Regions from separate parts of the Mus musculus genome. Here region 1 is linked to region 2. Evidence: chromatin contacts called from public HiCAR-type data. All regions are on one chromosome and are shown on one strand. The core of a region is the stretch at or near the end of the contact, and the rest is flanking DNA. Distances in the headings are between cores, read along the strand shown.

Evidence for each region. HiCAR-type assays count read pairs that join an accessible place to other places.
Region 1: a HiCAR-type map of astrocytes shows a contact between it and region 2, with 2.8 times the contacts expected there. The contact joins the promoter of Car11 here to the promoter of Rpl13a in region 2. A contact is called at or near these places in 12 of 39 promoter capture datasets (the 3T3-L1 cell line, the C10 cell line, HPC-7-derived erythroid cells and 6 more), 6 of 484 Hi-C or Micro-C datasets (CD4 T cells, the G1E-ER4 cell line, the HL-1 cell line and 3 more), 8 of 115 datasets of contacts at active chromatin or transcription factors (Th17 cells, astrocytes, embryonic stem cells and 3 more) and 3 of 9 other capture datasets (adipose tissue, liver and macrophages).

What each region holds. Positions count from the first base shown.
Region 1 is chr7:45,697,903-45,704,529 of GRCm38.p6, forward strand. Car11 (carbonic anhydrase 11) reads left to right here and starts at 2,065. Exons shown (of 9, transcript NM_009800.4): 1 at 2,065-2,437; 2 at 2,524-2,598; 3 at 3,322-3,464; 4 at 4,532-4,717; 5 at 4,931-5,026; 6 at 5,160-5,232; 7 at 5,557-5,711; 8 at 5,811-5,976; 9 at 6,587-6,627. The coding sequence starts at 2,371. The coding sequence ends at 6,612.
Region 2 is chr7:45,127,427-45,134,082 of GRCm38.p6, forward strand. It overlaps Rpl13a (ribosomal protein L13A), which reads right to left and starts at 1,319. Exons shown (of 8, transcript NM_009438.5): 1 at 1,274-1,319; 2 at 70-142. The coding sequence starts at 1,288. Flt3l (FMS-like tyrosine kinase 3 ligand) reads right to left here. Exons shown (of 9, transcript NM_013520.3): 6 at 6,456-6,600; 7 at 4,802-4,986; 8 at 4,643-4,711; 9 at 3,763-4,005. The coding sequence ends at 4,688. It overlaps Snord32a (small nucleolar RNA, C/D box 32A), which reads right to left and starts at 37; the gene lies at 1-37.

The DNA.
Region 1 (6,627 bases), core at 815-3,314, 570 kb after region 2:
TCAAGGCTTCCCTGAACTAGAATGAGATCAAGTTCTGTCTAACTTACACAGTGAGAATCTGCCAAAAGGAAAAGTTACAGGAGGTCTGGTGATGTACCTACTCTGTAGACTGCTAATCTAGAATTTCCTGGTCAGGCCCTGGGGATCTGGCTTGGCAGTGGAGCACATGCCTAGAATCCCCCAGTGAGGGGTGGGGGCGTGGCTCAGCTATAGATTGTTTGCCTGGCATATGTAAAGCCTTGGGTTCATCCTCAATGGTGGGGGAAACCAAACAACACCTTAACCACACAAGCTAAGCTGGGCGTGGTGGCGCACGCCTTTGATCCCAGCACTCGGGAGGCAGAGGCAGGCGGATTTCTGAGTTCGAGGCCAGCCTGGTCTACAAAGTGAGCTCCAGGACAGCCAGGGCTATACAGAGAAACCCTGTCTCGAAAAACCAAAAAAAAAAAAAAAAAAAACACACAAGCTAAGACCTCATCAAATAAAGCCCACTCCTGAGTTCCAGGGGATGTCTTGTTTTAGGAGCAGAGTGGACACTAGTCAGTCCCCTACAGAAGGTGCTGCTCCTTCTGACCCCTAACTCTACCTGTGGAACAGGACTGATGCTGACCCCACATGCTGAGCAGCTTCGGGGCTGAGAGAAGCCCACATAGCGGGATCTCTCTGTCAGTGCCCTGTGCTTCCTCCCTCTTCCCTGCTGCTCCCTGTACTCCTTTCTTGTGCTGCCTTGCTTTTGGAGACATGATGGTTTCCAACATGAGCTTCTCCAACTCACCACATCTGCCTGCCTGCCTCCCTCTGTCCTCGGTGCTCTCCTCAAGTCATTTGGTCTGTGACTAGGCCCTCTCCTCTGCCTGGGCTTCTGTCCTTCTGTCTTGCTCTGTGCATGAGCAACTCTGTATATGGGGCCCCTTCTGTGAGGCTCCAGGTCTCCTTCTCTGTTCTTTTATACTTGGTGTTTGTGTATCTTTGGGTCTCTGTCTGCCCTCCATTTCCTGCCTAAATGATCTTTCTCTCTCTATTCTGTGCCTTGGTATCTCCCGATGTGTCTCTGTATCTGCATTTATTCCACTCCGTCTTCATCCTTCTTGCTGGCCCACCTGGCTCCTCTAATCCCATGGGTGGGTCTCCTTGTGTCTATCTCTACTGTATTTCTTGGTGGTTGCCTCTCTCCACCTCTCTGTCCTTCTGTGACTTATTCATTCTTTTTTTTTTTTTTTTTCCTGTGAGCTGTTAGTTGTTTTGTTCAGACAAGGTCTTACTGTGTAGCACAGGATGGCTTCCAATCAGCCTCCTGCATGCAGGGATGGGAAGTGAGAACCACCATGCTCCCTCTATGTAGTTATGCCTTTGTCTCTTTTTCTATGACCCGACATCATGCTTTTTAGTCTCTATCTCTCTTTCCTTTCTGCATAGCATCTTGCTCGCTTGTCTCTAAGCACTCTCTCTGTGTCTCTGTGACTCTGTAATGTGTCTCTTTATTTGTCTCTCCTTCTTGCCCAGCCCTGACCATAAAGTCTCCCTGTGTCTATTTCTGTCTTTCCCTGCCACTTGACATCTTGCTCCCCCTGGTCCCCTTTCAGGGCACCTTGTCCCTCCTTCCCAGCATCAGCTCACCTCCAGCCTTCTCACCCTCCAGTCCCGCAAGCCTCTGCCTCCCCGTCCTGACCAGCTGGTTTTCTGCACGCCAGGCCCCTAGCGCCCGGTCCTTTCTAGCCTTGGCACCTGGAGCTGGGGGCCTCGGGCTCCGTCGGCTACACTGCACCTCCCTTTCCAGGGCTGGGCCCAGGGGTGCGGCCCTTTCTACTGCGGAGACCCCCCAACCAAACATCAAACCAGTGGGAGCAAGTGGGTGGGGAAGAGGGAAGCAGGACCAGAGGTGATGGAAGAGGGGGTGGGGAAGAAGACGAGAGGAGGTGGAGATGGAAAGAGGGAGAGGCAGCGCAGGGTGAGGGAGGAGGTGAGATAGAAGGAAGAAGGGAAGGCAGAGTCGAATAGGGAGGAGGAAGAGGACAGAGGGAAGAAGAGAAGGCAGGGTGAGGGAGGAGGCGGAGGGAGAGGAGCGCACGCGGCGAGTGCGCGGCCGGGTTCGCTGGTTGAGAGCGAAGAAGGGGTGTGCATTGGCACCGAGAGGGACCCGGGGCCGGCGAGGGCGATCGCAGCTTCGGGAGGTAGAGCGAGTGCAGGGAGCGGGCCCAGGCGGGCGGAGGAGTGAGCGTCAAACGGGCTCTGGGGTACACGGTCCCAGCCCCTGTATCCCGGGAGCTGGGGCTCCCGTTCTGGTGACAGCCAGGCTGGAAGTCCCAAGAGGAGGGGAGGGAAGAGCTAGGGGGTCGGGCGCTGGGAAAGGGTCGCTCCGAGGCCTCTTGGATGGGGGGTGCCGCTCGCCTGAGCGCCCCTCAAGCGCTGGTACTCTGGGCCGCACTGGGAGCGGCAGGTAAGACCTGGGGGTCCTGGCAGCATCCTCTGAGGGAGGGACAGGGTGGGGTGCCTAGGAGAGGGATGCAGCTGCTCTCTTCCCAGCTCACATCGGACCTGCACCTGATCCCGAGGACTGGTGGAGCTACAAGGAGAATCTCCAGGGAAACTTCGTGCCAGGTGCAAACAGGGTGGAGACCCAGAGCCCGACCCCATATCCCTAGGCGCCGTTTTTCCTAGGCTCAGGAGTCTGGGTCCTCGATCTTCTCATCTTCCATAGGACCAAAGCTCCCAGCCCCTGCCTTCTTCCCTCAGGAGTGGGGCCCAGCCTCTGAACCTCAGCGGCTCACCATGGGACATTATACATGCGCATTTCAAGTAGTGAGTGGGAGTGAGTGCAAGGAAAGTGTGGGGGTGGAGAAATGTGTGTGTTTGCAGCCATAGACAGGTCCTATTCCTGCTGGAAGGCACACACTCGGTAGCTCGGGTCCCTGTCCCGCCCCCTCGCCCGGGGCTTCGAAGTCCTCTTTTATAACTCTTCTCCCCTAATATTCTTATCCAGCTGTGGGACCTGGGAGACTAAAAGAACTACAACTCCCATGGGGCTACGGGGCAGGCCGGAGATTGATGAGTTGTTTTCACCCCTGAGGCTTACTGGGAGTTGTAGTTCTGTTTTCACATAGCCCTTTTAAAGATGGGAACAAGGCTTGGAGCAGTTATGAGCTCCTAGGAAGGGATTCCAAAATTCTTCGAGGAATCAGGATTCTGGCTCTCATGTTCTTTCTCTCTTAGACCCAAAGCTCCTGATTTCCTCCCTCGTTTTCTTCCTTCAGCTGGGGTTATCCCTGCCCCAATCCACACAGCAGGTCCTGCCTGGAATCCAGCCTATTTCTGTTCCCATAGGGCCTCCCTTCTGGGGCCTGGTGAACGCTGCCTGGAGCCTGTGCGCTGTGGGGAAGCGGCAGAGCCCCGTGGATGTGGAGCTGAAGCGGGTTCTTTATGACCCTTTTCTGCCCCCGCTCAGACTCAGCACCGGGGGAGAGAAGGTAAGCTTTGCAGTGGGGCGGGTCTAAGCAGAGGGGACCTGGGCTGAGGTGGATGGCGAACCATGGGGAATAAATAGTTACTCTCTGAAGATCACCCGGCCTGCCCTTTCCCACTGCTTTCCTCAGCTTCCCAATGTCTACCCAAGCAGTGAAAACAGAAGACAACTCATGCCAAGCATTGAAAAGACTAAACAAACCCACTCATCTTCACAATAACCTACTATCTTTTTAGCTTTCTTTTATGGACCAGAGAGTTTATGTTACTTGCCTGGGGTCACACAGCCATCCGGCCAAGTGACATGGTCTCAGTGTCTGTACTCAGGAAGCTCTCTGCAGTACCCATTTCTGTAGAAGCGCTGGCACCATGAGCCAGAAGCCCCAGCGTCATTTTCTCCGCCGTACCCCAGTGCCTCAGGCCGGCTTTCTCACTAGGCTCGCGGGGTCCTGTCCACCATTGTCCTCTCCCATCCGGTCCTCCTGCTCGGCCTTCAGCTCTGTGTCCTGCAGTCCAGCCAACCAAAGCCCCCCACCCCCTTGTGGAGTTCACCATCATCCCTACCACCCAAAGACTGAGGCAGGGGGAGGGACGATTCAAAGCCTCCCTGTCTCAAAAAGCCAACAACAACAACAACATAAACTATGGCAAATCCCCATAACTGCCCACGAGACCTCAAATCGGGGCTAGGAGTATTTTTTTGTTTGTTTTTCTTTTTTCTTTCTTTTTTTTTTTTTTGTTGTTGTTGTTGTTTGAGACAGGGTTTCTCTGTATAGCCCTGGCTGTCCTGGAACTCACTTTGTAGACCAGGCTAGCCTTGAACTCAGAAATTCGCCTGCCTCTGCCTCCCAAGTGCTGGGATTAAAGGTGTGTGCCACCACTGCCCGGCAGTTCAGTACTTGTTAACTGAATTAAGACACCAGTGTTAAGCACCTCAAAAGATATGGTCTGAGCCTGGGGAGTAGCTGATGCCCAAGCTATATTAGATAATCGTTGGACTTGGGGAATAAGAGTGGAGGATGGGAGAGGTTCCTCTCCCTGTGTCCCCCAATAGTTTATACCTCTCCTGCAGCTCCGGGGAACCTTGTACAACACTGGCCGCCATGTCTCCTTCCTACCTGCATCCCGACCTGTGGTCAACGTGTCTGGGGGTCCCCTTCTTTATAGCCACCGACTCAGTGAACTGCGCCTGCTATTTGGAGCTCGAGATGGTGCCGGCTCTGAACACCAGATCAACCATGAAGGCTTCTCCGCTGAGGTGGTGACCCCTCACCTGACCCTCCAACACTAGATCACCCTGGTTTCTTAGCTTATGCTTCAACCCATCCTGCTACTCAGGGCCGCCTCTCCCTACCCTAAGTACTAATTCCTGGTGCGGTTCTGGACACCAAAGCCCTGAGAGTTGAAACCATCTATCGTCTCTGAATCTTCCGCTAAGAAACCCTTCTCTGTGCCTCCTCTTCCACCCCAGGTGCAGCTAATCCACTTCAACCAAGAACTCTATGGGAACCTCAGTGCTGCCTCAAGGGGCCCCAACGGCCTGGCCATTCTCAGCCTCTTTGTCAATGTGAGGGAGGCAAGGAGGGCAACTGGCTTCCAGGGTGTGAGGGACAGGGAGGCTGGGAGGCTAGCCTGGGGTGGTGGGTCTTTGTGGAGCAGGTCTGGGCTGCCGTCTCCCTCGCCTCGTGCCTCCTGCGTAGGTGGCTGGCAGTTCCAACCCATTCCTCAGTCGCCTCCTCAACCGGGACACTATCACCCGAATCTCCTACAAAAGTAAGTCCCCCAAGCTAGGGGTGGCGTCCCCAGTTCCTAGGAAGGCTGAGGAAGGAGGGTGGGCTACAGAGTAAGTTCAAGGTCAGCCTGGGCTACTTAGCAAGAGCCAGGGTGACAACAGAAAGGGAAGAGTGGTTGGAGATGATGCAGCTTGGTCACGAGCGCCTGGTCAGAATCTCCCGGTGAGGGGCTGGGGGCCTGGTGCAGTGGTACCTGCCTAGCATGTCCGAAGCCTTACATTCAGTCTCCATACGACAACAGACATAACTAAGTCCCTGTGCATTATCTGGGACCCCCTTTTACGCTGACTTGATGTCTGCGCAGATGATGCCTACTTTCTTCAAGACCTGAGCCTGGAGCTCCTGTTCCCAGAATCCTTCGGCTTCATCACCTATCAGGGATCTCTCAGCACTCCTCCGTGCTCTGAGACTGTCACCTGGATCCTCATCGACAGGGCTCTCAATATTACCTCCCTCCAGGTGACTGACACCCCCACCCCCCCCCACCCCCGTGTGTGCATGCTACTCCTGTCCTGAGCACCACCCCGGTCCACTCACCCGTGGTTTCTCTTGAGGCAGATGCACTCCCTGAGACTCCTGAGCCAGAATCCCCCCTCCCAGATCTTCCAGAGCCTCAGTGGTAATGGCCGGCCCTTGCAGCCCCTGGCCCACAGAGCCTTGAGGGGCAACAGGGACCCCCGGCATCCCGAGAGGCGCTGCCGAGGCCCCAACTACCGCCTGCATGGTATGCTTAGTGTGTCCCCTCCTTCTCCACGTCCTGATAGTCTGCACTTATTCCCAGTGGTTGTCTCAGTGTGATACATCCCTTGTCCTTTCTCACCTCTCCATATGGAACAGCCTGCTGCAGCCCACCCCTCTTTGCAGCTTAGTCTAAGGCCTGACACCCTGTTTTCCTTGTGGTACAATTACATACTGGTCCATGCCCTCTGCCTACTGTTACTTGCCAAGATGGTACGGTCCAGGTCACCTGTTTACAAATGGTATGACCCTACTTAGAGCTGTAGTCTTTCTGCTATTCCCTTTCTGAGAATCAGCGTGGTACAATCCCTCTGTCTTTCTTACTGCCACTGTGGCTCGGCCCCGGGAAATCGGTTAGTTTCTTGTCTGGTTTCTCAACATGGTACAGCCCAGAAGACCATATCCTCTCCATGTACCTTTATGCAAACCAGCCTATTCTGCACGTCCCATGTGGCCTTCTTCCCTCCCTACATGGTCTGGTCCAGGAGCTGATCATTCCCCCAACTTGGTATATTCCATTCCCCCTTAGCAGCCTGACTAGTAGAGTCCTATGTGCTCAGCTCCCACACCCCTCAAGCCGGTGCTTCCCTTTGCAGTGGACGGTGGTCCTCACGGTCGCTGAGACTCCCCAACGAGG
Region 2 (6,656 bases), core at 69-2,568:
CAAACGAAAGATGGTGAGTGTTGCTCATCATGGACTCCCAGGCAAAGGTAAATGGTGAATGAAACTTACCCAGAAGTACCTGCTTGGCCACAATGGCCGCCAGGCGGCCAAGAAGATGGCCTCGGCCATCCAATACCAGAACCTGTGGAAACAAGAATGCTTAGGAAACAGTTTGGCTTCCCCTATTCCAGGTTAGCAACCCGTCAGGATGCCTACTACCCAGATGAAGCAAGTGTCCCAAAGGGCCACTATAGTACTAACAAAGCCTCAGCAGGCATAGGATTCCTATTGTGTATATAAGTTGATTTTTTAAAATGGAACTTCATTTAACCCTTCCAGGCCTCAAATCCCAGGATAGCTGGGATCCAGTGGCACACCGTTCACTCCAAAATTGACCAGACCTGCTTTCAGACTTTAGCCTGTTGTAACTTTTCATCGGATCCTCAGATGCTCAAGCAGAACCTTTCTTATATGCACTCAAAAGAACCCGATTTAGCTAAGCACACATCGTCCTGTGATTCTGAGCAGTGCAGACTGGATTACAAAGCTAAATCCCGTCTCAGGCATGGAGGCACATGTCTGCATCCCAACCCAAACTACAGAAGAAGCCCATTCCACAGCCACCCTGTTTATTGCTGTTACTGGAGGGTCTCCGGAACTTCCCAAGTTCTTTTTAAAGGGCAAAACTGTCCCAAACAGCACCATTTACTTCCTGAGCAGCAACCTGTCAAGGAATCTAAAGTCAGGAGGAAGGTACAGGCAATTCCTGACCAGCCTCAAAATGAAGAGGTTCCTGCTTCAGTCGGGTGAATAAGTAATATTTAAAGTCTGTCTTATCAATCTCCCCAATTCTGAAGAACACCGAAAACACCCTCAAAAGGCCTACAAGCCTTCAGATCAGATGTTACAGGAATCCGGTGCCCTAAAGTCATGCAAAGCAGGAGCCTGCGACAGTTTCTCCTTATCTTACATACATACACCAGGCATGAGAGATTGCAAGCTCCCCGCACCCCAACGCCTGAGATTACAACCTGTAAAAGTTGTTTCTGGTGTTGGAACCCCAGCCCCACTCCCGTCTTCCCCAGAAAACCCGCTGCATTTCCATCGCCCCATACCTAGGCAGCCGCGGCTTGTTACGCCCGTTACACAGTCCCCTCGCGTGAGACGTTTGCTAAGTCCCATCGCACAAGCGGCGGGGAGCAGTGGCCCCTCACTGCGCTCCCGCCTGGCACCCACCCGACCCCACACCGCCCGGCGCGCGCAGAGTCCGAACCTGCCCCTCCGCCATCTTCGGCAGCCGCCTGGGAAAGGAGGAGGTCTTGTCGCAGGGTTTCTTATCCCTTGCTGCAGGGGCGGAGGAAGTGACGCAGACGGCTCGAACCGAAGAGTTTCCGTCTTCTAATTGGTCGAAGCGGTGAGTGCGCGTCTATCGAGGCGGGCCATTTTTATTTTGTCCAATCAGAATGTCGCCTGAGTTGGCTCTTGGCGGCCATGACTGTGCGGGGCGGGATGTCACGTGGGTTTCGGAGCGGCTTCAGCCGTACAATGCCGGCCAAGCCGCAGCCGCCATATTTGAAGGGATCGCTCTTCTCCGTTCCGGTGTCTGCCATGTGCAGCGCCATTACTCCCATCAAGTGATGGCGGCTGCAGAACATGTGGTGTCCATGAGGGGGCGAGCATAGTCCCTGTCGGCCCTTCAGAGCTGCTCGTGCAGCGGTCCCTCCCCTCAACCCCACAGTGGGCTGACCATCGCTGGCTGTCCTGAACCTGGGAGTCTCGGGTGGAGGAAGCCTTCCAACGGGTGGAGGAAGCCTTCCTGGATGGAGGAGGATGGGGTGAATGAGGGGCTTTGAGGGTCCCGAGACGCAGACGCCCTCACTCGCTTCTATCCCCAAAGGCCTTTGTTTCCGTGACTGTTGTCCGCGCTGCCCTCCCGTCTGTGCGCCTCTAACCGCCCGCCTCCGAAGGGAAATAACTAACCAAAAGACTGTTGGCTATCAAAGACTCGTTTTGTCCTGAAAACCTCCCTAACCAGCCGAGCCTGAGTCGAGTCCTCCTGTAGGTGCCAGCACCGTTTGCTTGCTTGTTACACTTTGGGGCTATGGTTTTGGGGAATTGAGTTGCGTCTGCACATCAAATTCCCATGGGGCGTGCCCTGTGCTGACCCTGGGCTACTGGAGGCCTCGGAAAACAAATAGAATCTTTTGTCGTTGGTTTGGGTTTCTGACGTAAGATTTCTGCAATCCTGGCTGACCTTAAATTTAAGATCCTGCCTCAGCTTCTGGAAAGCCAACAAACCAAGATTTTGAAACCTAAAAGGTGCACCTATTCCCTGTCCTATCCACAGACAGACCCGGATGAGCTGGTTAAAAAAAAAAAAATTATATACAAGTACATGGGGGCAAGAATGGGGTGAGTGGGACTTTTGGTGAGTTGTGATGTCTCCATCCTCGGCAAAGAGCTGGCGGGGTCGGAGCAGTGAGGTCCAAAAGGGGGCTAGTCTCCACCCAAATGTCTGTGTGTCCAGGCTGTGTCTGTCGGGTGACTCCTGCTTCGCCTCAGTATCCTCTGTAAAAGGGGGTGATCAATGGTCCCTGAGGACTGGAGTTCTCACGTGACACTCTACCACTGATCTACGCCCCCAGCCCAGCCCCTCGCCGCTCCCCTCCCCCCCCTCTTAGGTTAGCTTCGGACTTCTATGTAACAGTAGATAACCCAGAATCCCTGATCTTTCTGCCTCTTCTCCAGAGTGCTAAGGAATACAGACAGATTTACACCGCAAACTTTGCTCCATGTCTTTTTTTTTGGAGGTTTTAGGGGCAGGCCTGGTGGCTCACCTGTCTCGGAGGAGGCAGAAGCAGGTCGATCTCTTGAGTTCCCAGCCAACCTGGTCTCCAGAGTCAGTTCCAGGTCAGATAGAGCTAAGTGAGACCCCGTTTTAAAAGAAACCAGATCTTGGCCTTCAAGCTGGGTTAATGGGTAAAGAAGGCCTCTGCTGCCAAGTTTGACCACTTGAGTTCCATCCCTGGGACCAACATGGTGAAAGGAGAGAACCAGCTACCCACAAGTTGTCCTCTGACTTATATACAGGTGCCATAATACACTTTGCCTGCTCCCCATGTGTAATTTTTTTCAATTTATTGGGGGGGGGGTCTGGTGTAATTTCTTTAAAAAGATGAATTACTTTCAGGTGTGGTAGAACACACCTGTGACCCCAGCACTCCAGAGGTAGAGACCGGAGGATTGCACCCACATTCCAGGCCATCGGAGCTACATAGACCCTATCTCAAAAACTAATAAATAGAGTTGGTTTTACAGACATGTATCACTATGGCTGTGTGTTTCAGAAACAAGCCCAGAAATGGGAAACCACAAAATTTAAAAACTTAAATTTAAAAAATGTAAACAATCTAATTGGTTTTTGTTGTTGTTCATTTGCTTTTTGTTTTTTCAAGACAGGGTTTCTCTGTGTAGCCCTGGCTGTCCTGGAACTCACTCTGTAGACCAGGCTGGCCTTGAACTCAGAAATCTGCCTGCCTCTGCCTCCCAAGTGCTGGGATTAAAGGCGTGCGCCACCACGCCCCGATTAGGAGCCATAGTCTTACATGTGCAGGGATCCTGCCACTAAGCTCCAGTTCCAGCATTTCTGCTTTTCATTGTTATTTTGACACACATTTCCTGAAGTTGCCCAGGCTGGCCTTGAAGTTTTGATCCCTCTGCCTCAGCCTCCTGAATACTGAGATTCCAGGCACGCAGCACCATACCCAGCAGTTGCTTTTATTTTAAGGGGTGGAGGTGACAAAAGCAACCACACAGGGCTACAACGCACCCCCCTTCTTCCTTTCTGTTTTTCTTAAAGTCAGTATCCTCCAGTTTCAGCATGTCCAATCCAGAAGCACTGGAATTACAGTGTCCATCGCCATACCCAGACAGTGTGTCCTCTGGGCTGGGGATGTAACTCAGCACAGCACTTGCCTAGCTTGTTCCTTGTTTTGGTTCCCAACTCTAGCACCAAGAAAGAAGAAAAGAAAGCCTTGTTGTATATAGCATGCCCGTAAGCCCAGCTGTTTGGAAGTTTGTGGGGCAGGAAGGTGCATCGAGGTTTTCAAAGTCAGTTTGGGCAACATATTGAGACCTCATCTGAAAAAAAAAATAAGTGTCACTTAACTGAGAGTTTTTGTTTGTTTATTTGAGACAGGAGACGAGTTGGCTGTGTATTTCACAATGGCCTTGAACTCACCTTGTAGTGGAGAGTGGCCAGACCATTCAGCAATCCTGCTCTGGGCTCCCAAGGGCTGAGATTACAGGTGTAACCTCCACACGAGAGGTATTACAAGTGTAAGACACATCATATTCTAAAATACGGGTGCTGGCAGGGCACCCGCCTTCTGCCCCCTTGCTCATTCTCACAGCAGGCTCTCTCACAAGCCTTCCCGGCTCTCCACAGCTTACGATTGTCGGAGCTGCCGAACCCCTGAGCTTGTCACACTGGACACTTAGTCAAGACCGTGCTGCCCCTGACATACACACCACTCCCCTGAATCCCCGCCCCTCCTGTGAGAGACAATAAGACAGCTCCCCAAATCCTGGACTGACCCCCAAGCCTGGCTGTTCCAGGCTCCAGTATAAGTGGAAGACTCACCGAGATAAGACCCTGGCTGAGTCAACGATGCACAAGGCTCGCATCCTAGGGATGGGAGGGGAGGGGCACCTGAGGCCCCCACAAGGTCAGCCACCTGCCCCCCTCATCCCTCGCCACCCACTCCATCCAGCCGCCCTGGACTCTAGGCTCTAGGCTCACCCCAGGGTGGAGCTCCCCCCTCCTTCTTGCCCTTTGCCAGCGAAGGCCCCAGGCGGCTGCCAGCAGCACCAGTGTGAGAGGCAGCAGCAGCAGCAGCAGGAGCAACAGCTGCCTGGGCCGAGGCTCTGGGAGCTCCGTGGCTTCTAGGGCTATGGGACTCCTTGGGGGCAGCAGGGTGGAGGAGTCTGGGGAGAGAGAAGAAGCAGGTAACTGAGGGGGCTCATCAGCGCAAACGTGGAACGTCCTGGAGAATACGGGTGATGGGTGGTTCATGAGGAGCCTATTAACAACAAAACCTAGACCTGGGGGCATAAGGTAGGCCTGGCAGACCACGCCTTTAACAATTCAACACTCAGGAAGCAGAGGCAGACAGAGCTCTGTGAATTTGAGGCTAGCCTGGTCTACATAGTAAGTTGTAGGACTGACAGGAATGTATCAAGAAACACTGAAAAATAAACCAACACTGGGGATAAAAAGTGTGAGCATGGCTGGGCATCCTGGTCTACACCTTCAACCCCAGAAGTCAGGAGCAGAAGCTGAGGGATCTCAGCCTGGTCAGCATAGCAAGCTACAGGCAGCCAGGACTATAGAGACAGACTGTCTCAAAAGAACACCGTCAAAACAGAGGGGAGGGGAAAAAAGAGAAAACAGTGAGCATGGCTATTGGTATTGTTACCCAGAAACCATGCTCACTCCGTGTACGTTCCCTGTACACAGGACTGCCCTAGATAAACATACTGGAAATTCTGTCTCCTTCTCAAAGATAGGTGACCTGGGGCCATAAAAAGGAATGGCCTGTCCTTTCCTGGGCATCTATAGCAATTAGAAGGTTGCTAAACAGGAAGAAACATTTTCTTCAGAAGTTTAGCCGTGGGTAAAGTGCCCTCTTACAGGCTACCTGCCTAACTGGCTTTAAAAAAAAAAATATATATATATATATACATATATATATATATACATATATATATGTATATGTATATATATGTGCATATATATACATATATATATGAAGGAAAGAAAGGAGAGGGACCATTGGAGAGAGAAAGGGGATCAGTGAGATAGGACGCACAGGAGAAAGTCATGGTGTGATGGAAATGCAGACATGGATGACATGAGACGTTGCTATACATAATATATGATGACAAAAACATGAAAAAAAGGAAAGGAAAGGAAGCCAGATGTTCTGGCTTCATACCTGTAATCCCAGCACTCAGGACACTGAGGCAGGAGGATTGCTTTGAGTTCAGGGTCAGCCTAGCCTGCATAATGAGACCCTATCTCAAAAGAAAAGAAAAAGGGTTGAAGTGGTGGCTCAGCAGGTAAGAACCCTGGGTGCTCTTGCATTGGACCTGGGTCCCAGCACCCACGTGGTGGTTCACACGGAGCAGAGACTCCAGTTTCAGGGGATCTGGTGCCCTCTTCTGGCCTCTGCAGGCACCAGACACACATTCAGTGCACTTACAGGCATGTAGGTAAAACACTCACACATAAAGATACATCTTTAAAAAAGAAGAAAGAAAAGAGAGAAAATAAGGGAGAAAGAACATGTGTGAAGTGCCAACTAGTGGGAGCAGAAGCCCTGGACACACAGTTAGCAAGGCTGTGGCTGTGAGCCTGGTGGCACCATGGTGCTGGGCTCTGGGGCCACCGTTACCCGGCTGGCACTGCACCTCCAGGCACCGAGAGAAATTCTGGCAGGCCTTCCCGATACAGGGCTTCAGAGCAAGCAGCTGTGTGCAGGTGTCCTTCAGGAGGTGGGAGATGTTGGTCTGGACGAATCGCAGACATTCTGGTAGGGGCTGGGAGAAGGGAGGGAGGGACAGATCATCACCATGTCACACCAGGGGCTCCACCA